Regions from separate parts of the Mus musculus genome. Here all the other regions are linked to region 2. A link is a contact called in public Hi-C, HiChIP or PLAC-seq, Micro-C and promoter capture Hi-C data. All regions are on one chromosome and are shown on one strand. The core of a region is the stretch at or near the end of the contact, and the rest is flanking DNA. Distances in the headings are between cores, read along the strand shown.

Region 1 (3,307 bases), core at 739-3,238, 840 kb after region 2:
CTTCTGGCCTCTGTGTCTCACCAAAACCTGCTCTAAACAAATCATTTCCTTCCTCCAAACATGCCTCATCGGCCCAAGGATACACTGTGGGTTTCCACCAGGTCACATTTCCGATGGGGCTTCCTCAAAGGTAGAACAGGGCAGGTGGTGCAGACAAGTCCTCTCCTGGGAGTGGGACACTGACTCTGCCTGGCCTATTCATTTTGCTTAGATTGCAGGGCTGGGACATGGTTCCTCCCTAATCCATTCAGGGACTCATACTGTACTGTGAACCTCCTGGGGCTCTGAACAATTGATTACAATCTGGATGAAAAAACAGCTGCATCCTCTCACACCTCAGAAAGATAAACGACCAAGATCAAGGTAGAGGCAGCTCTCCCTGATGTCTCTAAGGAAGGGTCCTCCCAGCTCTCTCTCCAGCTTCAGGTGGCTGAACATCCTCAATTAGGAAAACTTGGTCTTACATGGCATCCCCCCACCCCCCATTCTGCCTTGTCTCCTCATTCAAATCTCCCATTCACAAAGACATCACTAATACTGGATGGGTCCTGACAAATCTATTAGAGTCATCATGATCACCTGCAAAAGATTTTCTTTCCACAAAATATGTGGACTTGGGTCAACACCGCTACACAGGATGTTCACAGCTTTCTATGACCCAGCTTTGAGGCTACAGAAATCCTGGCCCAGGATACCCGCAGGCTTCTTTGCTTGTAGACTTCAGGTGGCACCTGGCCCGCCTGTCTTCCTTCCTCTAAAGGTCTGTTTGTAAGCCTGATAGGCCTTTGTGCCCTGGGGTTTTCTTGACAGGGAGCTGAAGATCCTTGGATGCTACACTCTTGTGTCTGAGACTTGAACAAATGGGAATTAAAATCTAGAATCAGTGGAATCTAGGTCACAGGACAACATATCAGAACATTAAGGCCGGGTGTGATGGCGCACGCCTTTAATCCCAGCACTCGGAGGCAGAGGCAGGTGGATTTCTGAGTTCGAGGCCAGCCTGGTCTACAAAGTGAGCTCCAGGACAGCCAGGGCTAAACAGAGAAACCCTGTCTTGAAAAAAAAAAAAAAAAAAAAAAAAGAACATTAAGTTTGCTCATAGTCCTTAAGGATCTCCACAGCCTTCTTAGCCCAGAGGAAAGGCTATGTGTACTGTCGCTGCTTCATGGCTCATTTTGCAGAGGGGACAAGGGAATCTCAAGATAACGTCACGTGTCCAATACAAGATGAAGCTTTGAAGTGACAAGATCTGTGCGAGCATTTTTCTTCTAGCCAACTCCTCAAAACAGAGCCTGGTCACATTTCTGTCAGGAGTTATCAGAGGCTCTGGTCACTCTATTGTGAGAGGATGTGGTGGAGACTCTGAGAGCTCTGGTGTCCACAGGAAGTTTGGACTTTGGGGAGGTTAGACAGGAAGCCAAGGGTATCTGGAATTAGGCAGAATTTAGCTCCTTTTTCCTGTCTGGTGACTGAGGCTAGACCCTCTGTCTCCCAGTACCTGCTTGTTGAGTGTTCTATGAGCTATACAAATAAAAGCACCTGGTGTTGCTACAAAAGGCATTTCTTTAGTTTTTCAAATGTATACATTTTGATCAGAAAGCTACTTTGTATCCTATTTTAAAACAGGATACAAAGTACAAAAGGCATCCAGTGAGTCAAATGAATACATTTTAGCAGAAAGGCTATTTAGAGTCCTAGTTAATGGTGTGATACAAATTAGGGTCTCCTAGCCTATCTTCTCCCTCGATGGCGACTGATGGATTACAATGGTTAGGGGAAGGAAGCTGCCTGTGAGGACAGCGTTGCGCTGAGAAGTGGGCCTGCCCAGTTCAGTCCTGCGACCCAAAATTTAAGGTCTCCCTACACATGCAAATTCGCAGGATTCCCCTAAGTCCAGGAGCCTTAAGACGCGCAGGCGCATTCATAGCCCAGAGCGGTCTGGGCGGGGCACCCCGTTGGCCCCACCCACGTCACGCCGCCCCTCCCGCGCCTGCGCCTCCGGGCGGCCGCGCATCCTAGGCCCTCTCCCGCGCGCTCTGCTAGCTCTGCTGCTCTCGGCTCTTCTGTGCTTGGCTCGGTTCAGCTGAGCTCGGTCGGCTGAGCTCCATCTGCTCTACTCCTTGCTCAGGCGCGGGCAGCCATGAGGCTGCGGGGCCGCGGGCCGCGGGCCGCCCCCTCCTCCAGCTCTGGGGCAGGCGACGCGCGGCGCCTAGCGCCCCCGGGGCGGAACCCCTTCGTGCACGAGCTGCGACTGAGCGCCCTGCAGAAGGCCCAGGTGGGTTCTCCGCAGCGCTGCTGTACTCTATCCAGGATGCGCTCGGGATGCGGTGGGGAGGGGCTGGGCGCCGCCCGGTCCTCCGTGAGCCGCACCCCTCCCCTGCAGCACTCTTCCAACCCGCGCCAGGGTCCCGCTTCCCGCCGCCTGCGTGCACGCCGACTTACACCCTTTTGGTTTCGGTACTGGACCCTGCACTCCATCCCTTGGGCCCTGCACCCTCATCCCAGGCCTGGCCCGGGTTCCCGCCAGCAGGAGGCCTGGAGGTGGGCGGGGGTGGGGGGGTGTCCTCGCATCAGGCAGCCCCTTTCCAGCGTCTCCGCACAGCTAGGAGGCCTACTGTGTGTCTCCGTGGCCTAGTGTCGGAACCTGAATTGTCATCTGGAGCACCGGACGCGCGGGGCCCCTGGCATAACCCAATAGGATGATTTCCACATCCATGTTTGCAGATTGTTTCCTGTGTCTAGTACACTGTGTCGGTTGTTAGCGATGCTCCCTTGGGCTGCCTGTGCCCGGTATCAACTTTATACAACATAGTTCCCACGTGAGAGGGAACCTGTGCGCTGCGGCTGGCTAGTAGTGAGCGGGGACCTGGATCTAGGCACAGTTGCTATCTGTTCTTGTGGTTCTCACCGTGAGACCCGGCACGTGGGACCTTTTTTTACTCAGGGGCCAGGTCTGTGGTGCTGTGGTCACTTCTGGGACCCTTCTTTGAGTAATGAGCAGAGTTCACAGTTTCAGACTTCCGTGGTTTACAGGCAGAGTAGTATTTCCAACTGTAAGGGACCAGCTCTAGGAGGAGATGGTGTTTTTAAATGTGTAACCTATCAGACATAATATTAAGGTAAAGTCTGTTGAAATTATTACTTTCCCAAGCACCGGTTTCTGCTCAAAGCATCCAGTGGGGTTAGTTATCACCCGTAGGAATGGATGGTCAGCAGAATTGAACACGGAGAGTGTAAAGTAAAGGCCTCATATTGGCCCCCAGGTCTTGTCCTCTTTCCTGGTTGTGTCTGGAGCCTGTGAGGCTTT
Region 2 (3,416 bases), core at 733-3,232:
GGCCCCTTCCCAAAAGAATCTCTTCCTGCGAAAACAAAAATGTCTGAATAAACTGATCTGGCTCCACCCAGATGCCCTGTTCTGGGGTGCTAGCGTGGTGACCTCTTCCTTCCCTTCCCTTCCCTTCCCTTCCCTTCCCTTCCCTTCCCTTCCCTTCCCTTCCCTTCCCTTCCCTTCCCTTCCCTCCCCCTCCCTTGAATGAGTATGCCCCACCCAGGGTCTTTTCTGTAGATGCTAGACAGTAAATAACTCAGGGTATAAAGGGGAGTGGGCTCTGCACAGGCACCGAGACTGCTGAAAGGGGTTCAGAAGTTCTGGGGGGTGGCGGGGGGGGGGGCAATAAGGGGAGGGTGTATGGTGGTGGCAGTGTTTGAGTAGAGTGCCTGGAAAGTTCCTACCAAAAGTGATAAATTTGCTTGCCTGCCTGCCCGGGAAAAATTGTCTCCAGTCCATCACTACAATTGATCCCTGGTTCCCTGGGACCTGGACAAGACAAAAAGCAGCCTGGCTGACTACAGCATTCATTCGGTGTCACGGATCTGGCTGCTGCAGGAGCTGGAGCGCCACGATCCAGGCCTAAGCAGAAGCCAGGCGCTCACAGGCAGGAGAACTCTGCCGCCCTCTACTAGCTTCAGAGCCCACCGAGAATAAAATGGAAGCTCAGGCCCGCGCGCCAGGTTTCAGAGTCCTCGTGCTCTACCTAGCAAGCTTCAAGGAGACACCTGTTGGGCGGGCGCCCCCTCCCGGGCCAGCTCACACCTGACCCCTACGAATCCCAAGCGCCCCCCATTGACGCTCCTTTACATCCAGCGTACTAGTGCCCATCCTGGCCATCGACTCCCCTCACTTGGGGAAAGGGAGCAGGTATGGTCGAGAAAGTTTAGGGGCTGGGACCTAAGGGCTCAAGGGACCCGCGAGTCAACTCCTGGACCTCAGGTTACCTGAACCACCTCACGACTGCGACACTTCACAAGCTGGCCCATGTCCTTTCGGGAAGTGGCAGTGGATACTCTAGCAAAGTCAAGTCAGCTCTCCTGACAGGAACCTCTCCCCCAATTTCGAACAGGCATTCAACTTAACAAAAGAAAACAAAAACTCTTTTTGGACCAGAGTGGCGTTTGTTGAAGCGAGTCACTCACTGGCGTGTTCCAGACGTTAACGGACATGATGTTCCTAACACGGCCTGAAATCTTCTCTGTGGACTTGGACAGAAGCCTCACCACGGGGCCTCCCACAGCTTCAAACCGAAACGCTCAGATTCCGGGTAGATGCTTGGCAGCCCAGGCACCAGGAGCAGGAGACCGGACGGGAAGCCACACGGGCAGCCTCAGCCTGGAGTACAGGCGGACAGAGGACTGTAGAAGTGGGATGCCCAGGCAACTCTGCAGGTGTCTCCACACTGCCCTCCATCTCCCTGCGGTGTCTGCCCTGGACACCGCATGCGACCTGGGCTGCTATCTTCAGGGTGATGAGGGGTGCCCGATCCGTATGTTCTCCAGGTGGATCGGACCTGGCCCGACTGCAGGAGGCCTTTGCTGACCAGTGCTAGGCGAGCAAGAGCGCCGGCAGTGCCCGGATGGGGCCCCGGGAAGGAGAAAGGTGGCTGGGCCAAGGCGGGAGTCGGCGGCGGGGTGCGCGGACGTGGCTGAGAGGATGTGCCAGTGGGAGGGGGTGAGCGCTACGCCCAGTTTGGCCAGGCTGGGCTTCACCGCTGCAGGCTGCGGGCCGGGGCGGGAGTGGAGAGAGGCCGCTGCGCGACAAAAGCCTGCACGTCCCTCCCTCCAGCCTCTGGCTGCCACTCCTCCGCCTTCCCCTCCACTTCCCACCCCTCCGCTCTCTGCCCCTCCCCCGGCCTCAGCGGGGCCTCGGCGGCGGGCGGAGCAGGGGAGGGGCGGGCACCAGAATATGCAGATGAGAGTGTGACGGACAGCTCGGCGTTCCAATGTCCCTCGGAAACTCGAGCGCTCCTTCCTCAACTCCTCACTCCTGACTGCAGACTCCCCCAAATCCCGACCGCCGGCCTGGCGCGCGGCTGCGCCCACCGGCTCCGCGCTGCCGCTACCGCCGCCCCGCCGATCCTCCAGCCCCGCGCCCAGCCTAGCGCCCACCAGCCCAGCCTGCTCCGGCCCGCGGCCTCGGTGCGCCCCGGCCGGGCGTGGATGGAGGGCGCCGCGCGCGCTGCCCGCTGCTCCGTGTGACGCGGGCCCCGCGCCCCGCGCCCACCATGTCCTACCCGCAGGGCTACCTGTACCAAGCGCCCGGCTCGCTGGCGCTCTACTCGTGCCCCGCGTACGGCGCGTCCGCGCTGGCGGCGCCGCGCAGCGAGGAGCTGGCGCGTTCGGCGTCGGGCTCCGCGTTCAGCCCGTACCCCGGCTCGGCGGCCTTCACAGCGCAGGCGGCAACCGGCTTCGGCAGCCCGCTGCAGTACTCGGCGGACGCCGCCGCCGCCGCGGCTGCCGGCTTCCCGTCCTACGTGGTAACTGCTTTGGGGTGGGGGCTGGGGAGACCCGGACCAGGGAGTGAGTTGAGCTGAGCGCTGGGGACGCGTTGCGGGTGGCAGCTCCAAAGTCACCAGCACCCGTTGCCGCACTAAACAAGGGACGGGACTGACCTGCAGAGCTCGTAGGCTGATTTCCCTTGAGCTCGTGCGAAGTGCTACTCCACCCGTGCCTGGGCCAAGAGTAATCTCTAATCCGCGCGTGCCGATTGCTGGGGCTGCGAAATCTGTCCACTGCTCTCCGCGTGGTTCCAAGCTGAGGGCCCCGGCTGCCCAGGCCTCTAGGGCCAATGCCGCAAGCTTTGGGTTTCTTGGCCAGACTGGTGGCGGCGGGGTCACGGGGTGGGGGGGTGGGGATGCGGGTGGGGGGGGGGTGGGGTGGGGATAGGCTGAGCCTGTGGCTCTCGCCCTAGACCCAGGCCGAAGCTCTTTAGTGTTGGCCGTTTTCTGTCTCGCTGACCCGGCTTTCAGGGAAAAAAAAATAATGTGTTAACGGGTTTGGGACCCGCTAAGTGCTGCCAGAGTTCGTAGTAGGCCTATGGGTTCCAGCTCCGTAGATCCGGGATCTGTCTGAGCATCTCTGAGTTCTGAAAACAGGCCCCGCCAGAGCGGGTCTTGGCAGTTTTGGGGTGTGTGAAGACATTGTGTATGGGCGGAGGGGGTTTGCTCTAGGTGGAATTCCCTGGGTAGGAACCAGGCCTTGGGAAAAGGTTACAAACCTCTCCTAGTTAAACGTTAAAGGATGAATTAAAATGCTAATTACTACGTAGTTGAAGAATTGGAAACGCTGACTGGCTTCTGAGTTGCAAATTGGATTTACTCTGCTTTAGAGGGTGAATAGCGGAGTGGGGTTCCGAAGTATTTTTTAAGCTACATAAGGGAGGGAAGGGAAGGAGGGAGCAGAGCGGGAAGCCTATGA
Region 3 (3,138 bases), core at 324-2,823, 970 kb before region 2:
AATACTTGTCAAAACATTTTTAGCATAACTATGGGTATTAGTCATAGAAAAGAAACTGATGATAAGGTCAGAAAAGTGATCAATTTATTTCATCAATATTTATTTGTTCATTGAACAGAGGTCTACCAGCAAGGGACTGTGCATTGCCTTGTACTTAAGTCATGAATGAGGTGCTCCAACGGGGTCTCTCCATTTCTAAAGATGCTTATCACAGTATTTTGTCTTAGGAGTTTTTATAGAAAGGGTCTTTGGTTAATTTTTTTTCTGAAAATTGTATAATCAGTCTTATTTGCTTTCTTGCTACTGTAATAAAACACCAGGGCTAAGCCAAATTATTAAAACAAAGAGTTCATTTATGGCTCATAGTTAGAGAGGGTTAGAGTTCATTTGTTGCAGTCAACGTGACAGTAGGTGTCAGGCATGACCAGGAGTGAGAGTCTGAGACTTCACATTATGAGTCACAAACACGAAGCAAAGGGGACACCCTGGAAGTGGCTTAAAGATTTAAACTCCCAAAGCCCACTCCCAGTGATGTACTTCCTCCAGCAATGCACACCTCCTAAACCTCCCAAAGAGCACCACCAATTGGAGATTCAAATATCTGAGTCAGAGCCCTGCTTAGGTGATTCGGTGGGGGGTGTTCTCCTGGTGTCTTCAGACCCTCTGGATCCTACAATCCTTCCTTCCTCTCTTCTGGGGGACTTTCCTTGAGCTCCTAGAGAAGAGATCCGATGGAGATCTCTAATTTAGTCTCTCTCTCTCTCTCTCTCTCTCTCTCTCTCTCTCTCTCTCTCTCTCTCTCTCTCTCTCTCATGTTTTATGAGGGAAGGGTGTTCTCATTTTCTTTTGAAAGCAGACCTCTGGCAGCACTGACCCTTCTGGAAACACAACATTCAACAGACATGGTTGTGTGCATGTGTGAGCTTTAAGTTTGGAAAGAATGAATGACTATGAGATACTTCGAGCTGCTCTCCCAGAGAGCTGGGATTGTGAGAGAAGGAAGAAGTGTGTTCCCAGAAATGTAGAAGGGGTGCAGGGAGTCTGTGCCAGAGCTAGAGAGGCTGAAAAGCTCAAGAAGCACAGGGAGAGAAGGGGAAAGGGTTTAACCAATAACCATTGGTTGAGGCTTGTATCAGCAAACGAGGGCTGGGAGTTACAGATCTTGGAACGGAGACTTGAACAAAATATTTTGAAACACATCTTTCATATAGACTGAGTGAATTGTGTCCTGTGGGACAAGTCCAGAATCCAGTCTGTCTCTGGGAAGAGAGTTTCACTGACCCACACTCACACAGTGCATGCTCATTGTTTTTGGCTGTTACAGGCAAAAACTGGATTCACTTCCACATCCTGGCCTTTTACAAAACAGGGTTTCCAGGCCGCCATCTTGACTGCCTGGGTTCATGTTACTCTCCTCTGTCCCTGTGCGTCACGCCCATGAAGTCTTGCCATCTTTAGTTCACAGTTCAGGAGCGCAATTGAACCCAAGACAGTAAGAGAAGAAAATCCCATTTGCCACCTCTCCAGAGTTGTCACACAACACCTCCAGAGCTGTTACTCACAAGTCCTGGCCTCTAGGATGAGTCAACTGTGAAGGAACTCAGAAACTCCCTTATGTAGCAAGATCCTGACCCCAAGTGAAACCAGGCACACAAGCAGCAAAAGATACTAGACACAGACAGCAGGCAGCTAACCGTTGTCAACTTGAATAAAGCTGGAAGACCCCTGCCTGATTGATGGGCAAGGTGCCTGTGATAGCTGACTGGGATTGGTCCCAACAAGAACTCTCTACATTTAGTGAAATAACCCACCAGGTGAGTATCCCCACACGGTCATCCTGAGTATCCCAGAGCAACTCTCTAGTCAGGCAGGCCTTCGAAGTGGTTAAGATGGATTCTGCCTTTCGACACTCATGTCACACCCCCCCCCCACTTTTTTTTCCTTCTCAGAGAAAAACCTGTCACAAGGATACTGGAACACTAAGACAAATTTCAGGCTGTAATTTATGGAATGTTGCATACCATTTAGCTAGCAGATCTCTGCTGCTCCATTATAAATGTCAGAAGCTTCAACTACACTCTACAACCGTGTAGGAAAGAAATTTCAAAACATAAATTACAAGGTCCTTTAAAATATATAGCCCTGTACGGGCAGCCTAGTTTTACCAGGTTGTCATGATCTTTCACGTAAATATGAGGCTAATGTCTTTTTTTAAAGTACTATTTTGTCTTCCTGGCTGATGGAGACATCTCTAAAGAAGTCAGTTTTTAACATTATATTTAGGAAAGAGTGAAGATGAGGTTCTGTCCACAGACTTGTGGAATCACCCTTGGCCTTAACGCCTGGAAATGGCAGTTGGTGGAAATTATGCTGATTGTCATCTAACCAAGGTAGAGCAGCAACCCAGGGACAAAGGGACAGACAGATACCTGGTAATAAGCCTCTTGCTACTGCTGCCCTGCAGTGGTTCCTCTGTAGAAAAGCCAGCATCTCCTGTAGCTGTGCACCTCAGTAGCCCTCTGCTCTGCCACTGGTGATGAAACACTCCTGCAGCAGGACCTGGAACTCCCACAGGACTACCACAGGACCTGGAACTCCCTCCAATTTTCCTCCCCAGACAGCAGGGATCCTGAGGTGAGTATTCATGTTCCTGTGAAGGTAATACTGAATAGAAAACCCAGACAGATATATACAGAGAGAGAGTCCTCCCTCTCCCCCAAAATAAAGGCTGCCCAAGGAGTATGGAGTAGCAGGATCAGAATATAGAAGAATGCAACCGTATCACGACTGAGGCCTGAAGGCTGCTCGGTGCCATCAAGGGTCACACTGATTTCACAAACATGATGTAGATGCCCTTTCACCCTCTTCCCAGGATGCACCATGGCAGACAATGGCTGTCTGTCCTCAGCTTCTGACTCCACTAGCCTAGTGACCAGGGCTATAAAGGCAAGCAGCAAGAGATGTAGACCTCCCTGTGCAACTGGAATCAAACCTCTAAAGCTTTGCGGGAGTTTCGAGAGCCTTCCATGTCAGCTGAAGTGAGCAGCATTAGAGCGGCTTCCGGAAGCTTGCCTGAGCTCTGCTCAGCCCACTACGTTTATGATGCCTCTGCCCTTTGATGAGGTTCTGGAGCAAAGG
Region 4 (3,266 bases), core at 584-3,083, 980 kb after region 2:
GGAACCTCAACTGAGAAAATGTCCCCACCAGATTGGTCTGTGGTACATCTTCTTGATTGATGACTAATGTGGCAGTGCCACCCGTGGGCTGTTGATCCTGGGTGCTATAGAAAAACAAGCTGAGCAAGCCATGGGAGTAAACTAGTAAGCAGCATTCCTCCATGGCTTCTGCTTCAGAACCTTCCTTGATATCCTTTAGTGATGTGGATACATAAGCATAATAAACCCTTTCCTCTCCAAATTTCTTTCAGTTATGGTGTTCATCGAAGCAATAGAAACCCTAAGATACCCTCATGCTGAAATAGGTGCTCCATTTCTGAAACCTTCTATTTAAAAGCACCATTTTTAGAAAATGCCCAATCACACTTCTGATTACACGTGTGAGAAACATGAGAATGCCGTTTTGAGAACAATGAGCTCCAAAACTTAAGTTTCTGAGGCCACCATAGAGTAAGGAGCTGGTCACTAATGAAAAGCACCAACAGCCAACAAGCTTCTGAAAACAGGAAATATCATTTTTTGCTTGATCTCTGCAGGCCATCGTCCTGGGCTGTCACAGCACTGGCCACTTCACTCTAGAAACTGTGTATACCCTAAACCAAGAAATATTTAAGAAGATTAAAATGAAGGCCAGAAGAACCTGATACTCTGTTATTCTTGCAGAGAGGAGCCTAGCATAACTGTCCTCTTAAGAGGCTCTACCCAGCAGCTGACTGAAACAGATACAGAGACCCACAGCTAAACATTAGACAGAGCTTGGGGAGTCTTATAGAAAAGTTGGAGCAAGAATTGAGATCTGGGGGGGACAGGAGTCCACAAGACCAACAGAGTCAACTAACCTGGGCCCTTGGGGGTCTCCCAAAGACTAAACCACCAACCAAAGAGCATACATGGACTGGACCTACACCCCACCCCAACACATATATAGCAGATGTGCAGCTTGGTCTTCATTCAAGTTCCCCAACAAATGGACCCGGGTCTGTCCCAGTGTTGCCTACCTGTGGATCCCGTTCCCCTAACTAGGCTGCCTTGTCTGGCCTCAGTGGGAGAGAATGTGGCCAGTCCTGCAGTGACTTGATGTGCCAGGGGTGGGTTGGTACCCAGTGGAGCCTCCCCTTCTCAGAGAAGGGGAGAGGGAGTAGGGAAGAGAGTAGGGGCTGGCATCAGGACGTAAAGTGAACAATTAATGGACTCCGATGGTTTATCTGAGTGGCCTACCCCCTTCTGAGATGAGAAGGGGAGAGGGGACAGGGGAGAGGATAAGAGGAGAGTAGGGGCTGACATCGGGATGTAAAGTGAATAAATAAATTTAAGAACCCAGATGGTTTTATCTGAATGAGTAATGGGAAGTCCGGGAAAAAGATCTTCTTGAGATATAACCTACCTTTGCATGTTAGCCAGGATTAAGATTTATATTACCGCAAAGGAACTTATTCTTCTGACAAAAGGGGCAAGTGACCTGTAAAAACTCTTTTTGACCTTTTCTGGCCATCTTGAACTGCATGTTATCAACACAGTAACCTCACACCCGAGAAATCGGTATTTGAGTTTCCTGAGTCTCCTCCGTGTTTTCTTAACTTTTGGACGCTCCCCTAGACTTTGAAGAGCCAGGATCAGGGTCGTCCCCGCCATCATCCTGGGGCGCCGCCGTAAGGCTGCACAGGGCCTTAAGAAGAGCAACGCAAAGAAAAAATTTCCAAGAACCGGGTGCCGCCAAGGTTGGTGGCGGACCTGGGCTCCCACAGGCATGCCGGGAGTACGGCGCAAGAGGCTGACGTCACGCGCGCGCGCCGGTCGTGCGGTCGTCGTGAGGTTGCGAGTGCGTGGCGGAGCGTCTGGCTCCCAGAGGGCCGTGCGCGTCCACTTCCGCCAGCTGCTCGGTTCCCGGAAGCGGTGGCCGGCAAATCCGGCCAATCCCCCAGCGCCGGGTGTGGGTTATCGGGAGCATGCGGGGCGGCCGGCGGCCCGCGCGAGGCGCGTTGGTTTCCCCGCGGCGGTGGCGGTGGCGCGCAGCGGCTCTCCCGTGAGCGGCGGGCGGCGGCGGCGCTCGGCCCGCAGGTTGCGGCGCCATGTGGAGCGGCCGCAGCTCTTTTACCAGCTTGGTGGTGGGCGTGTTCCTGGTGTACGTGGTGCATACCTGCTGGGTCATGTACGGTATCGTCTATACCCGTCCGTGCTCGGGTGACTCCAACTGCATCCAGCCCTATCTGGCCCTGCGGCCCAAACTGCAGGTGAGCGTCCGGGAGCCCTAAGAAGGCGCCTCCCGGCCGGGTGCTACCACCCACCCCCTACTGGCACTGGTCAGAGGGTTTCGGGCTACCAGTTTTGCCCCTTATCACTGATGTCACTGTCCAATGTTCTGGTTAGGTGGCAGTGAGAGCTGGAGTTGAGACTTCTCTGTTCTCTGCTGCTCTCTTGTTACCCCTTGGTGCTCTGCCCTACCCCGATTATAACTGAGATCCAGTTGCCCTACACGTGTTTCCTAACGGGACCCCAGTGGAAGTTAACAGGAGATCTCCAGCCATATGGGAGTCAGGCTGCTAGCTCTGCCCTCTTATCACCTGTGTCACTTCCTGCTTCTAGTGGGAATTCCGGACAGGTCAGCTCTACAGTTAGGTTCCTTGTTCACAGCAGTGTCACACAGGCCATCTTGCCCAAGCTCACCCTCTGAGAGGTAGCCCTCAGATTGCTACCCTCTCACAATAGTTACATGTTTTCTATCAGGACCTTTTGGCTATTCATTCTTGCTCACTCTTTCCAGCTGAGTGTTTACACCACCACACGGTCCAGCCTTGGTGCAGAGAACAATGTGGACCTGATCTTGAACGTGGAAGACTTTGATGTGGATTCCAAATTTGAAAGGTGTGGATGTGGGACAGATTGCCAGAGATGGGTTCCAGGATGTCATGGATAGCATTGTATGTAGAGTGAGGACATCCTATAGAAGCACTCCTGTCTAGGGTCTGTGTAAACAGTCAAGCTGAAAGTAACAGGTGTTTGTCACTTAGCAAGTAGCTTTTACTGCAATCTAAGGGCAGCGTGGTTTACTACAGCCCATGTAGTCTCCCAAGGAATGATACATTGGCCTACCTAGTAAGAGTAGTTAGTTCACTTGTTACTTACAAGTAAGTGACCTTTGGCATTAGAATATAAATCTCAATGCTCAGCTATATACAGTAACTTTTGGGAATTAACATGGCTTAGCATTTGACATATGATTTTAACGTGCAAAAGTTCAAATAAAATTTGTAAAATTGCTCATCCAA
Region 5 (3,517 bases), core at 191-2,690, 720 kb after region 2:
GGTATGATTTTGTTGTTGCTTTACAATCCAAGGGATCAGACCTTGAAGAGGAATCTCCTGGAACAAATATGGCCCTGGTTCTCCTGACTTTCGCCCTCTCTGGGACCATCAACAGTTAGAACCTTGTTATTCTCACTTTAAACTCTGTGTTTCGATCTTGTAAAGTCTGTATCTTCTAGAATATGTAACACCCTATTTGTTGCTTCTTGCTACCAAAATTATAGTCTATCCTGTGCAGATAGCTCCTTTGAGCTTGATACAATATGTAGGACTCCATTTTCTTAGGTGGGTTTCTTCTCTGCCCGATCTGGGGAACCCGACCTCTGACCCACAATCTTCTACCTGAAGAATGTCACATAGTCCTCCCTCCCCCACCCTTGCCCCAACCCCAAACTTGCCCTGCACATATCTGGAATTCCTGGAATGCCTTTCCACACAAAGGAGACATTCACAGTACTTTAAACTCCAATGAAACTTAACCCTAAGAAGAACCCCTTCCCACTATCCAGGGGTGTATGCATGCAAACCCACCCCAAATAAAGGAATACTCACAAACTAAGATTGTCTAAGAGAGCTGTTCCATTAAAATCCGGGGAGATGTCTCCCTTTGTGATTTCTTTTTGTTTCTACTTCCATTTTTAGATCCTGGATGGTTTTGTTTAATTCCTTCATCTGTTCAGTTGTGTTTTCCTGAAATTCTTTAAGGGATTTTTGTTTCCTCTTTAAAGCTTCTATTTGTTTACTTGTGTTCTCCTGTACTTCTTTAAGGGAGTTATTTATGTCCTTCTTAAAATCCTCTATCAGCATAATGAGATGTGATTTTTAAATCCATATCTTGCTTTTCCGGTGTGTTGAGGTATCCAGGACTTGCTGTGATGGGAGAACTGGGGTCTGATGCCAAGTAGCCTTGGTTTCTGTTGGTAAGGTTCTTGCGCTTGCCTTTTGCCATCTGGTTATTTCTGGTGTTGGTCTTTCTGTCTCTGGCTGGAGCTTGTCCCTCCTGTGGGCCTGCAAGCCCTGTCAGCACTCCTGGGAGACCAGCTCTCTCTGGCGGAACCTGTGTAGAGAGGGCTGTGGAACAGCCTTAGCTCCAGGCTCAGATGGCGACCAGAAGGATTCTGTCCAAGAGGGGTGTTGGGGGGGGGGAGAACCAGAAAAGGGGATAACATTTGAAATGTAAATAAAGAAAATATCTAATAAAATCCCTGGAGAAGCCCCCTCTCGGCCCCCATTCCCACCCCGGCTCTGCCCCAGCTCTTTCCCTACAGACCTCACCTCTTCTGGCCTCTGCTTCCTTCCAGCCTGGTGTGTAGCAGTGCCTAGACACCATGAGGGAAGAAATAGAGTACACATACCACACCTATTACATGGGGATTCCAGTCGATCCCTGCTGTTGAAAATCCAACTACTCCTCCCCAACCACTGAAGGTAATCTGTGATCCCTTTAGGCAGGGACTAGCCCCTCCTCTTAACGTCATGGAAGTAGTTAAAAGATTAACTGACCATCACCCTTCTGCTCCCTGAAGAGATTTTTGGACCACACCTCTCAAGGAGAAATTAGGACCTGAGAACAGGGACTGAAATGAAACATTAAGGTTAATATATGAAATGTGGCAGCCTCAGAGGAACTGGCAGCCCTTAGCCTATCTGGGCTTCATTTAACCAAGGGAACATGCTTAGAAAAGCCCCGATAGACAAAATTAGGCAAAATGGATACTATGCAACAACACAGGTGAAATGGATATTATGTAACATAATGGTTCCTATCATGGGAGCTACAGCTTTGAGATGAGTTTAAGAGGACACCATTCAGCTTCATCTTTTTTTTTATGGTAAGTAGTCTATCAGGCATGCAAGGTATGGTAGGTGTCTATGATGAGGAGAGATTCCAACGCCAGGCCAAAAAGCCTGTCTACTTTCGAACTGTTGGTCAGTGTTGTCTAAGAGCCTCCTAAAACCTCATAGGCCATTTAAGAGGACACCATTCAGCTTCATCTTTTTTTTTTTATGGTAAGTAGTCTATCAGGCATGCAAGGTATGGTAGGTGTCTATGATGAGGAGAAATTCCAACGCCAGGCCAAAAAGCCTGTCTACTTTCGAACTGTTGGTCAGTGTTGTCTAAGAGCCTCCTAAAACCTCATAGGCCGTTGCTATTTCACTTGGCTGCCTGCCAGAGGTAGAAAGTAAGTCCCCATTCCTGGAGACACCGTGCACTTCAGACACAGGACTAAAAGCACCTGAGCTGGAACTGACCTGAAAGCCTCTTTTCTGAAAACTAAACTTCATGGTACCAGAAAGGCTCCATCCCAGCTTCTAAAGGAAGACAGCAAACAATAGTCTACCCAGCTATGACACCTGTGTACCACAGTTATGATCAGAGTGGCATGATAGCCCCAAAGGTACAGGAGTGGCATCCAAATCTTGACTCTAACTGTAGTGGTTTGAACAGGTTTGGCCCCCATAGACTCACGTATCTGAGCATGCTCGGCCCAGGGAGTGGCACTATTAGGAGGTGTGGCCTCGTTGGAGTAGGTGTGGCCTTGTTGGAGGAAGTGTGTCATTGTAGGGGTGGGATTTGATACCCCTCTCCTTGATGCCTGGAAGACAGTCTTCTTCCTGGCTGCCTTCAGATCAAGATGCAGAATTCTCAGCTCCTTCTCCAACACCATGTCTGCCTGGATGCTCCAATGTATTCTGGCATGATGATAATGGACTGAACCCTGAAACTGTAAGGCAGCCCCAATTAAATGTTGTCCCTTATAAGAGTTGCCTTGGTCATGGTGTCTGTTCACAACAATGAAATCCTAAGACAGTAACCAATAGCTCTCTAGTTAGACTTAGAACCCTTTGATCTCTGGTCCTCTGGAAGATCAGTCAGTGTTCTTAACTGCTGAGCCTCTTTCCAGATCCCCAATTTTACTTTTAATTTGAGTGGCCATTTTAAACAAAAATTGACCATTTAAGTAAATAGTCTCTCTTGTCTGTGACAGCCTCACAGTTCGAGGGTTGTTGTTCTTAAGGCTTGGCATAATAGGGTAGGAACCAGATATATTCATTTGGCCTCATATGCTAAGGTACATGTACTCACACACACATGCACATACACCACACTCATACAAAAATATGAGAAATAGAACAATAAACAGAAACAGCATGGAAACCAATGAAATGTAGAACAACAGAGAAATCCTTCTAAGAGCAGTAAACTGAAAGACACCAGCACTGAAGTCAAATACAGCCTGTGTCAACTGGGGTGTGATCCTTAGGCCAAGCTTATTCAAACCATCATAAGACTACAGGGAATTTTCTTAGTTAGTGATTAAGAGAGAGGACCTAGCCCACTTTGGGTGGTGCCATCCCTGGGCTTGTGATCTTGGGTTCTTTAAGAAAGCAGGTGACCTGGGGTTATCGTGACAGGTCCTGCCCTTGCCAACAAGGTAAATGATGTTCTGAGCAGCTTCATGCTGTCACCTTTGGCAACCAGGAGACATGGACATCATGGTATTTAAAGGTCAAA
Region 6 (3,455 bases), core at 905-3,404, 780 kb after region 2:
CACCCACCCAAACCCAATAAACAACAACAACAAAAAACTACTGTCCCAACAGTGGTACATGGGATACATTCAGGCAGTGTGAAATCTGCTTCTCCTTCCAGATCTGGAAAAGAGCCCTCATTGCCCACCAGCATTTGGATATCAGCCCTCTACAGACACACCTAGACCCTCTTCAGAATGCTGGTGCCTCTTCTAAACAGATCAAAGCCGCTGTTCGTTCTCTCAGTTAACAACCTCCTTGTAAATTATGCAGCTGACAGCAATGGATATGGAAACACAGAGATGAGTGTCATGGACGTTCCAACCACTGGGCTATTTGAGCTTCAGCAGCTCTAAGAGCAGCCATCATCACCAGAGTCTATTGCTCTGTCAAGTACTTTGTCATAGACTGGACTCTGTGTGTCCACCTGGCAGGCAATGGGACTGAGTCCTGGCTATCATCTACGTTTCCTTTTGTCTTTAGAGGCAGCTTTAGCAGCTAAGCACAGCTGCCTTCCCTGACTCCTGCTTCTCATTCTCCTGTGCCTGAACCCTGCTGTCATGTCTCCTGTCTTTATTTAAACATGGCTGTGATAATAGAATTCCCAAGCCAACACCTGCTCCTTCCTTTTCTGATTGTTGTTTCTTTTTTTGAGACAAGGTCACATATGAAATCCTGGTTAGCCTGCTGTGTAGACCAGGCCAGGCTGGCCTTGAACCTGCAACCATCTTCCTGCCTCAGCTTCCTGAGAAGTGGGATTACAGACACATGCCACACTTAGCTGTCCTTTTCCACAAGACTCTAGTCCAGGGAGAAAGATCACCTTATTTTCAGTGAATAGAAACCAGCTAGAGATTTCTCCAGTCTCCTCCCCTGCAGGGCAGTGGTCTTCTGGTCCCTCGGCCTCTGTCCCAAGCCATACAGCCCCAAGTAGCAGAGGGGCAGTCCTATTCTAGTGCATCAGGTCGACACTTGGGGCTTAGGATAGGTGAAGGCTGAACCCACCTGTCACCTTCCTCCTGCTGGGCTGATGGACAGGCCTTATAGGACTCATCCTTAACTTTAGTCTTTAATAACCAAACTTCAGGTCACTCCACCTGTAAGACCCAGCATGCAAGTCAAGAGTCCAGGGGACAACCAAGTCTTTAACTAGAGACACCTCTGCAAGCACATCAGTGAGCCTAGTGTGACCTGAGCAGGGGAGGCTTGTCTGCAGGGCCCAGGTGTATGCTGAAGCAAAAGTGCAATACAGGTGGGGATTCTTGGGGCCAGGTAAGAGCCTAGGCATCTGTACCAGTTGGTTTGTCTGTCAACTTGACACAAGCTGGAGTTATCACAGAGAAAGGAGCCCCTCTCGAGGAAATGCCTCCATGAGATCCAGCTACAAGGCATTTTCTCAATTAGTGATCAAGGGTGGGAGGGCCCATTGCAGATGGTGCCATCCCTGGGCTGGTAGTCTTGGTTCTATAAAAGAGCAAGCTGAGCAAGCCAGGGGAAGCAAGCCAGTAAGTAACATCCCTCCATAGCCTCTGCATCAACTCCTGCTTCCTGACCTGGCTTGAGTTCCAGTCCTGACTTCCTTTGGTGATGAAGAACAATGTGGAAATGTAAGTTGAATAAATCCTTTCCTTCCCAACTTGCTTCTTGGTCATGATGTTTGTGTAGGAATAGAAACCCTGACTAAGACAGAATCTTTGCCACAAAGTCTGCAGGCCAGTGGTTTCCAACCTTTCTAATGCTTCAGCAACCCTTTAATACAATTTTCCATGTTGTGGTGACCCCCCTCCCACTATAAAATATGTCTTTGTTACTTTATTACTGTAGGTTTGCTACTGTTATGAATCATAAATATTTGATATGTGGCACTGGGGGGGGGGGGTTGTGACCCACAGGTTGAGAACTGCTGCTGTAGGTCCAATTGGGGTGAGGCAGCTATACTGGGATATGGGTGGGAATCTCCTTTACCGATTACGAGATGATCTTCAACTAGGCTGAGAAATGGAGAGTGTTAGCAAAATTGCCTGTGGGAAGTGACAGGGTTTCTCTTGACAGGTACTCTGACCCGTCTCTTCCCACCACTGAAAAACTGTCCTGGGACAAGCTCAGCCACAGACCTCCAGTCTCCTGCAACCTGACACCCTAAGGTCAGTACGTAACTGGAGCCAGACCCTGCGTCAGAGCCTCAGGGTTCCACGTTCCCAGAGCAAGGGCGCCACCGCTGGGCGGGCGAGGGGAGGTCATTCTGCAGGCAGATTGAGACTCTCGAGGGGATGCCCTGATTGTGGGTCTTTGGAAAAAGGAGGAGACTGTTCCCCAGAATCCCTTTCATAGGGAAGTGGGCAAAGTCGCAATTGATACTCCTACCCCTACTCTGGAGACCAGGCCGGCCACGCTCTACCGGAAAGGAGAGGACCACTCTGAGTGGAATGTGAGCCAGTAGTTTCCGAAGCTGGTTGGAGCAGGGGGAGGTCCCTGCCAACTTCCAATCCCTAGATCCTTTGCCTGAGGTCATAGGCTAGGTAAACGTGGTCCCTCGGTTCCCCTCCTGGACTGCTGAAAGACTGTGGAGTAGAAGGGCTGCTCCACCCCTCAAGACTCTTTTCTCCACTCCAGCTGCCTGGATCCCAGCCTGCCTTGAGCACCTTGCCACTAGCCTGTAGTGGGCATCCTTGACTGCTCCCGCTTTGGACAGTTTCACAGGCTCTAGGGCCCAGCTATTGTGGCCCATAGCCCTTGCACTTCCCTCTATCCTGGGGTTCCGCTGCCCTCACTTCTGCTTGGATTCGGCATCACCCCCTGCTTCTCTCCCTCTGTCCTCCTCTTGGAACCCCTAAGAGATCCTCAGTTGCTGATTGTTTGTATATATTGCTTTCCTCCCGGGTCTAACTGAATACTAAGCCGGTCCCTGCTTTCCACTTTCTCATGGAACTCCTGCCGACCCTTTCTTACCCTTCCAGAACTCTCAGACTCTGATCTCAGTCCCCACACCTGCCAGGCAGCTACAAACATGCTTGGATTCTCTTTGGAACAAGTAGGCTCCCAGCCCTGCCTGTGGACACTGTCCCAGGACTGGATGGATGGATGGATGGATGGATGGATGGATGGATGGATGAGCAAGCTAAGGAATGAATAAGCATCTTTTCTTCCGGGCACTGGCACCAAGCTTTCAGTCAGTCCAATTTGGAGGACTGAATTGAGCTTATCAAGTTTGAACACAATTGTCTGCTACAACCCAGTTATGTCCCCTGCTGGTCTATAACATCCAAAAGTGAAACAGTTGCATTTAAGAACCTCTTAAGTCTGAAAGTGAGAAAAGCCTTGCACAGTTTTCTCTCTTCTTTTCTGAGACCCCCCTGGCTGGGCATTTGGCTGCACACCAAGCTTCTTGCCTTCTAGCAGGGTAGGGGCACCTCAGGGAAGGCTATTATTCCACTCATCTGCTGGCCACTGTAGGGGCCCACTGGACTTCACCCTT
Region 7 (3,562 bases), core at 812-3,311, 820 kb before region 2:
AGATAAATAGATCAGTAGATCGATGACTTTTGAGTAATATCCTAGTAATTTTCTTGAACATAAATTCTGTGATGTTTATCAGACTGTACTGTAGACTGCAGCAAATAATTGTACATTGTACACACCTATTCTGTGGTACAGCAGTTCATTATAACAGTATAAAATAAAAATGCTGGAGTTTTTGAGGAGATTATATATTGAATTGATATCATGGTGGTCCTCTATGCATGTATGCATGTATGCATGTGCATACACATACACACTACATATGGTGGTATTACTAAATTAAAGGAGTACACAAGATACACAACAATGTCCACACAGATAATTTATCAAAAGTATAAAATTATAAGAATTTTGAAAACTGCAGCAGTTTGATATCTTAAATGGTCAAGTAGCATTTGAATAAATCAAAATTTGAAAATCGGGGTCTGGAGAGATGGCTTAGTGGTTAAGAGCACTGGTTGCTCTTGCAGAGGAAACCACGTTCAATTTCCAGAACCCACATGGTGCTCACAACCCTCTGTGACACCAGTCTAGGAGTTGAGCCTCCCTCTTCTGGCTTCAATGGGCACTACATACACATAGTGCCCAGACACACATGGAGACAAAATAGTCATATACACAATTACAAGATAAAGAAGAAGGAGAAAGAGAAGGAGGAGGGAGAGGAGGAAAAAGGAGGAAGAAGTGGAGGAGAAATCTTTCAAAACTTTTGTATCATAAATTAAATTTTGTGGGTTTGTATTTCAAAGAGAAGTGAATGGAAAATTGGCAGAGAATATAGTATCCCACCTTCTCTTTGAACTTATTGAGATAGAATCCTAACCACACTTAAAATGATAACAATAAGTGATTCAAGTAGTGGATTGTTATCCCCTTGGTATTATGAGAGGACCATGAAAATTGTTACAGGTGAGTCATGTATGCAGTCACACACAGACACAGAAGGACACACAGCATACATTCATTCACACATGCGCTTAAGACCTGTGAGAATACAGAATTCCTAAGGAGTCTGATTATTTTTAGAAAGAAACTATTATTCCAATGATGTTATCAAGTGAGAAGGTGGATAAGCCAGCCAGTATCAGGAATGTGAAGTCAGTAACTTCATCACAAGAGGGTGTTTGTTGGTCTCTTTAACTCCCTCATGTTGTTTCTCATCTGCCTGTCCCCTGAGTAAGATAAGGATAGATTCCTGCTTACACCCCAGGCAGATATCTGACAATGATTCTAAGTGGTTTTAGTACTGAGATTTCCTGTTTGGCTTCACCATCTCCATATGCAGCCCACGGCACCTATGCTTCCCAGGTGCTCGGCATACTCCAGGTACTCTATTTGAGAGCATTGGGCCATCACAACACAGAAGCCAACCTTTCCCTACATCCCAATGGAAACCAGCTCACCCACACCCTAGCTGAACTCTGGAAGAGAATATTAACTCCTCCGTCCAGCAGCTTGACAGGGCTGCCTCTGGTTCGTCTGGCTTGGAATATTTTTCAGTTGAAAACAATCTCCTGAGAGTGTACATGAGTTTTTTACCTCGACTCCAAGGTTCAAGTGAATTAGGTACATAAATGCATTTTGCTTTGCAAGTTCAATGTTTTGTCCAGGCAATGAGAGGAAGAAAGGAAATTTACTTCTCTTGTCCGATTTGAAAGTCTTACTTTGTGCACCGAGGCAAGAGTTCTAAAAGACACAGGGCCATGATATCAAATGTCCTTTTGGAGCTCCCAGGACAAGTGCTGCTGGCTTGAGAGGGGCTGCCCTACTCCTCTCCACACAGCTGATCTTTGCGCATCCAGACACTCACGTCTTGCCCAGTGGGGTGCCAGCGGGGTGGGCCATAGGCATTCAGTGCTGGGCTTGTTTCCCTCCATTTCACTGAGAGCTCCTAGCCATGATCATTTATTATCCGAAAGCTGTCCTCTTGGATGCATTCTGTCAGGAGCTAACTGGGGAAGAGCCCCTCCATCCCTGTGAGTGAGCTGTGGACTGGTCTCCATTGTTGGTAGCCACAGGGGATTGAAATACTTGGCATTGCCTTGCAGTCTGCTTGGGAAAGGGCGCTGCGTCCCAGCATAGAAGACAATGTGAGAGCAGCCAGCTATCCTCTCAGCCACAATGTAGGCTCAGGTCCCCAAAGAGCCTCAGTTCTGGGAGCACAGATGACAGTGTAGCCAAGGAAACGGGAAGCAGGTTCCCAGGGAGCATTCACTGGGGGAGTTTCAATAGGGACCAAGGTGGTGTGTTCAAATACTTGCAGCGGTGTCCTGTAGCTGCCATAACCGAAATCTGTATTCTGTGGAAACTGTAGACGTTGCCTAGTGCAAGAAACTGCTGTGTCAGCAAAACTGGATCAGACAACAACAAATGTTTGGGAAAACGACTAACTCCAGAGGAATGCTCTTTGCTTGCTTCTAATTCGTGGCATTAGTAGGCATGTGCACAGACACATGCCAAATGTATATGCAACCTGAGCCTGGCTGAGGTAATCAAAGGCGGTGAAGAGGACTATCCGAGAAAGACCAAAACCAAGGGAGACTTCAAGCAGACAAACTTGTTTGTTTGTACATTATTTTTATCAATTAATTAAAAAACCTAAATTGCTCAAGCTTTCTCATTTTGTAATTAACTGTACCATTGCCTCTAAAATCATTCTTCTAAAAAGCTTTTATAAGCATTATGGAAGCTTGCAGGGCTACATAGTGACTTCCAGGATACCCCTGGTCCCCCACCACCACCCAGTTGTTTTGCTTCTGTGGGAAAGTGCCCTCCTTCTTCACACAATACAACCACAAGAAGGCAGTAGAAAGGAGCATTCAGGGATGATACAGGATCTCAGATGCCAGGTTCTCTTTTCAGCCTCTTCTTGGCCCTACTGTGTGCAGACAGGAGTGCTTAGTCGTGGGAATACCCTGAGCCAAGACTTAAAAAAAACAACACTTGGCTAGCTTTCCCATATAAAACAGATCTGTTCTTCTGGAAATGCTGGAAATGATTTTCACTCCATAAATAAGTGTGGAACTTACAGTTGGTTCCACGTGTTTACAAATCTCTCCCTTGTGGTGTTCAGAAAAGAGAATTTATAAGCCACTTCTCCTTGTAGTGGGTATATAATATGCACTGAAACATGCATTGTGTTTTTAATATTACTGTGTTTCTATTTTTTGGTCTTCATGCATGTGACATATTTTCTCCTGGATAAAACAAGAAACAAACTAATCCCGGGTTTGCCACAAGGTTCTTTCAAAACAGATTCTACCAGGATTAAAATGTTATTTTGACATGGGAAGAAAGCATACCGTAGTCTCTAAGCTGTGCTTCTCATTGATTATATTATCATGCACATCATTAAGGTTTTACATGGCTACATAATGCAGTTGCTCAGATGATTCAATACATAATGGGATTGCTTTTTAGCACATGGGATGCATTTAGTGTTTGGTTTTGAGATTATAAATTACTTATATCATTCCCCCTACCTTCTCCTTTCACCAAAACCTATTTTATATCCCTTCTTTTTTTTAATTAGGTATTTTCTTCATTTACATTTTCA

The links. Promoter capture Hi-C pulls out the DNA fragments that hold promoters and counts their contacts. Hi-C and Micro-C count contacts between places; a contact is called where the count stands out from the background. HiChIP or PLAC-seq counts read pairs in DNA pulled down with a chosen protein or histone mark.
Region 1: a promoter capture Hi-C map of the 3T3-L1 cell line shows a contact between it and region 2, with 4 times the contacts expected there. The contact joins the promoter of Lpcat1 here to the promoter of Irx2 in region 2. A contact is called at or near these places in 1 of 39 promoter capture datasets (the 3T3-L1 cell line) and 1 of 115 datasets of contacts at active chromatin or transcription factors (embryonic hindbrain).
Region 3: a contact with region 2 is called in a Hi-C map of adipose-derived mesenchymal stem cells, with 4 times the contacts expected there. The contact joins the enhancer-like site here to the promoter of Irx2 in region 2. A contact is called at or near these places in 4 of 39 promoter capture datasets (the 3T3-L1 cell line, hippocampal neurons and liver), 3 of 484 Hi-C or Micro-C datasets (adipose-derived mesenchymal stem cells, embryonic fibroblasts and uterus) and 7 of 115 datasets of contacts at active chromatin or transcription factors (the NIH/3T3 cell line, craniofacial prominence, embryonic forebrain and 4 more).
Region 4: a Micro-C map of embryonic stem cells shows a contact between it and region 2, with 3 times the contacts expected there. The contact joins the promoter of Clptm1l here to the promoter of Irx2 in region 2. A contact is called at or near these places in 1 of 39 promoter capture datasets (the 3T3-L1 cell line) and 1 of 484 Hi-C or Micro-C datasets (embryonic stem cells).
Region 5: an H3K27ac HiChIP or PLAC-seq map of embryonic stem cells shows a contact between it and region 2, with 3 times the contacts expected there. The contact joins the promoter of Eprn here to the promoter of Irx2 in region 2. A contact is called at or near these places in 5 of 39 promoter capture datasets (the 3T3-L1 cell line, 3T3-L1-derived adipocytes, embryonic stem cells and 1 more), 1 of 484 Hi-C or Micro-C datasets (embryonic stem cells) and 5 of 115 datasets of contacts at active chromatin or transcription factors (the NIH/3T3 cell line, embryonic forebrain, embryonic hindbrain and 2 more).
Region 6: a contact with region 2 is called in a Hi-C map of cardiomyocytes, with 2.7 times the contacts expected there. The contact joins the enhancer-like site here to the promoter of Irx2 in region 2. A contact is called at or near these places in 4 of 484 Hi-C or Micro-C datasets (cardiomyocytes, cerebellum, embryonic stem cells and 1 more) and 4 of 115 datasets of contacts at active chromatin or transcription factors (embryonic forebrain, embryonic hindbrain, embryonic midbrain and 1 more).
Region 7: a contact with region 2 is called in a promoter capture Hi-C map of neural stem cells. The contact joins the enhancer-like site here to the promoter of Irx2 in region 2. A contact is called at or near these places in 2 of 39 promoter capture datasets (liver and neural stem cells) and 4 of 115 datasets of contacts at active chromatin or transcription factors (craniofacial prominence, embryonic forebrain, embryonic hindbrain and 1 more).

Annotation. Positions count from the first base shown.
Region 1 is chr13:73,465,243-73,468,549 of GRCm38.p6, forward strand. Lpcat1 (lysophosphatidylcholine acyltransferase 1) reads left to right here and starts at 1,989. Exons shown (of 14, transcript NM_145376.6): 1 at 1,989-2,275. The coding sequence starts at 2,141.
Region 2 is chr13:72,626,838-72,630,253 of GRCm38.p6, forward strand. Irx2 (Iroquois homeobox 2) reads left to right here and starts at 1,983. Exons shown (of 5, transcript NM_010574.4): 1 at 1,983-2,476. The coding sequence starts at 2,225. It overlaps Gm20554 (predicted gene, 20554), which reads right to left and starts at 1,727. Exons shown (of 1, transcript NR_030701.1): 1 at 1-1,727.
Region 3 is chr13:71,657,673-71,660,810 of GRCm38.p6, forward strand. No RefSeq gene overlaps it. Among named protein-coding and RNA genes, the nearest start is that of Gm40999, 130 kb to the right of the region's middle. Within about 2 kb of position 1,574, at least 14 of the 459 cell types and tissues checked have an H3K27ac peak or open chromatin away from gene starts, as enhancers often do. A contact at or near this core is called in adipose-derived mesenchymal stem cells, where this site is marked.
Region 4 is chr13:73,602,169-73,605,434 of GRCm38.p6, forward strand. Clptm1l (CLPTM1-like) reads left to right here and starts at 1,834. Exons shown (of 17, transcript NM_146047.2): 1 at 1,834-2,231; 2 at 2,762-2,862. The coding sequence starts at 2,070.
Region 5 is chr13:73,345,944-73,349,460 of GRCm38.p6, forward strand. Eprn (ephemeron, early developmental lncRNA) reads right to left here and starts at 1,441. Exons shown (of 3, transcript NR_045293.1): 1 at 1,276-1,441; 2 at 553-1,118.
Region 6 is chr13:73,403,762-73,407,216 of GRCm38.p6, forward strand. No RefSeq gene overlaps it. Among named protein-coding and RNA genes, the nearest start is that of Eprn, 58 kb to the left of the region's middle. Within about 2 kb of position 2,155, at least 49 of the 459 cell types and tissues checked have an H3K27ac peak or open chromatin away from gene starts, as enhancers often do. A contact at or near this core is called in neural tube, where this site is marked.
Region 7 is chr13:71,802,405-71,805,966 of GRCm38.p6, forward strand. No RefSeq gene overlaps it. Among named protein-coding and RNA genes, the nearest start is that of Gm40999, 18 kb to the left of the region's middle. Within about 2 kb of position 2,062, at least 13 of the 459 cell types and tissues checked have an H3K27ac peak or open chromatin away from gene starts, as enhancers often do. A contact at or near this core is called in neural stem cells, where this site is marked.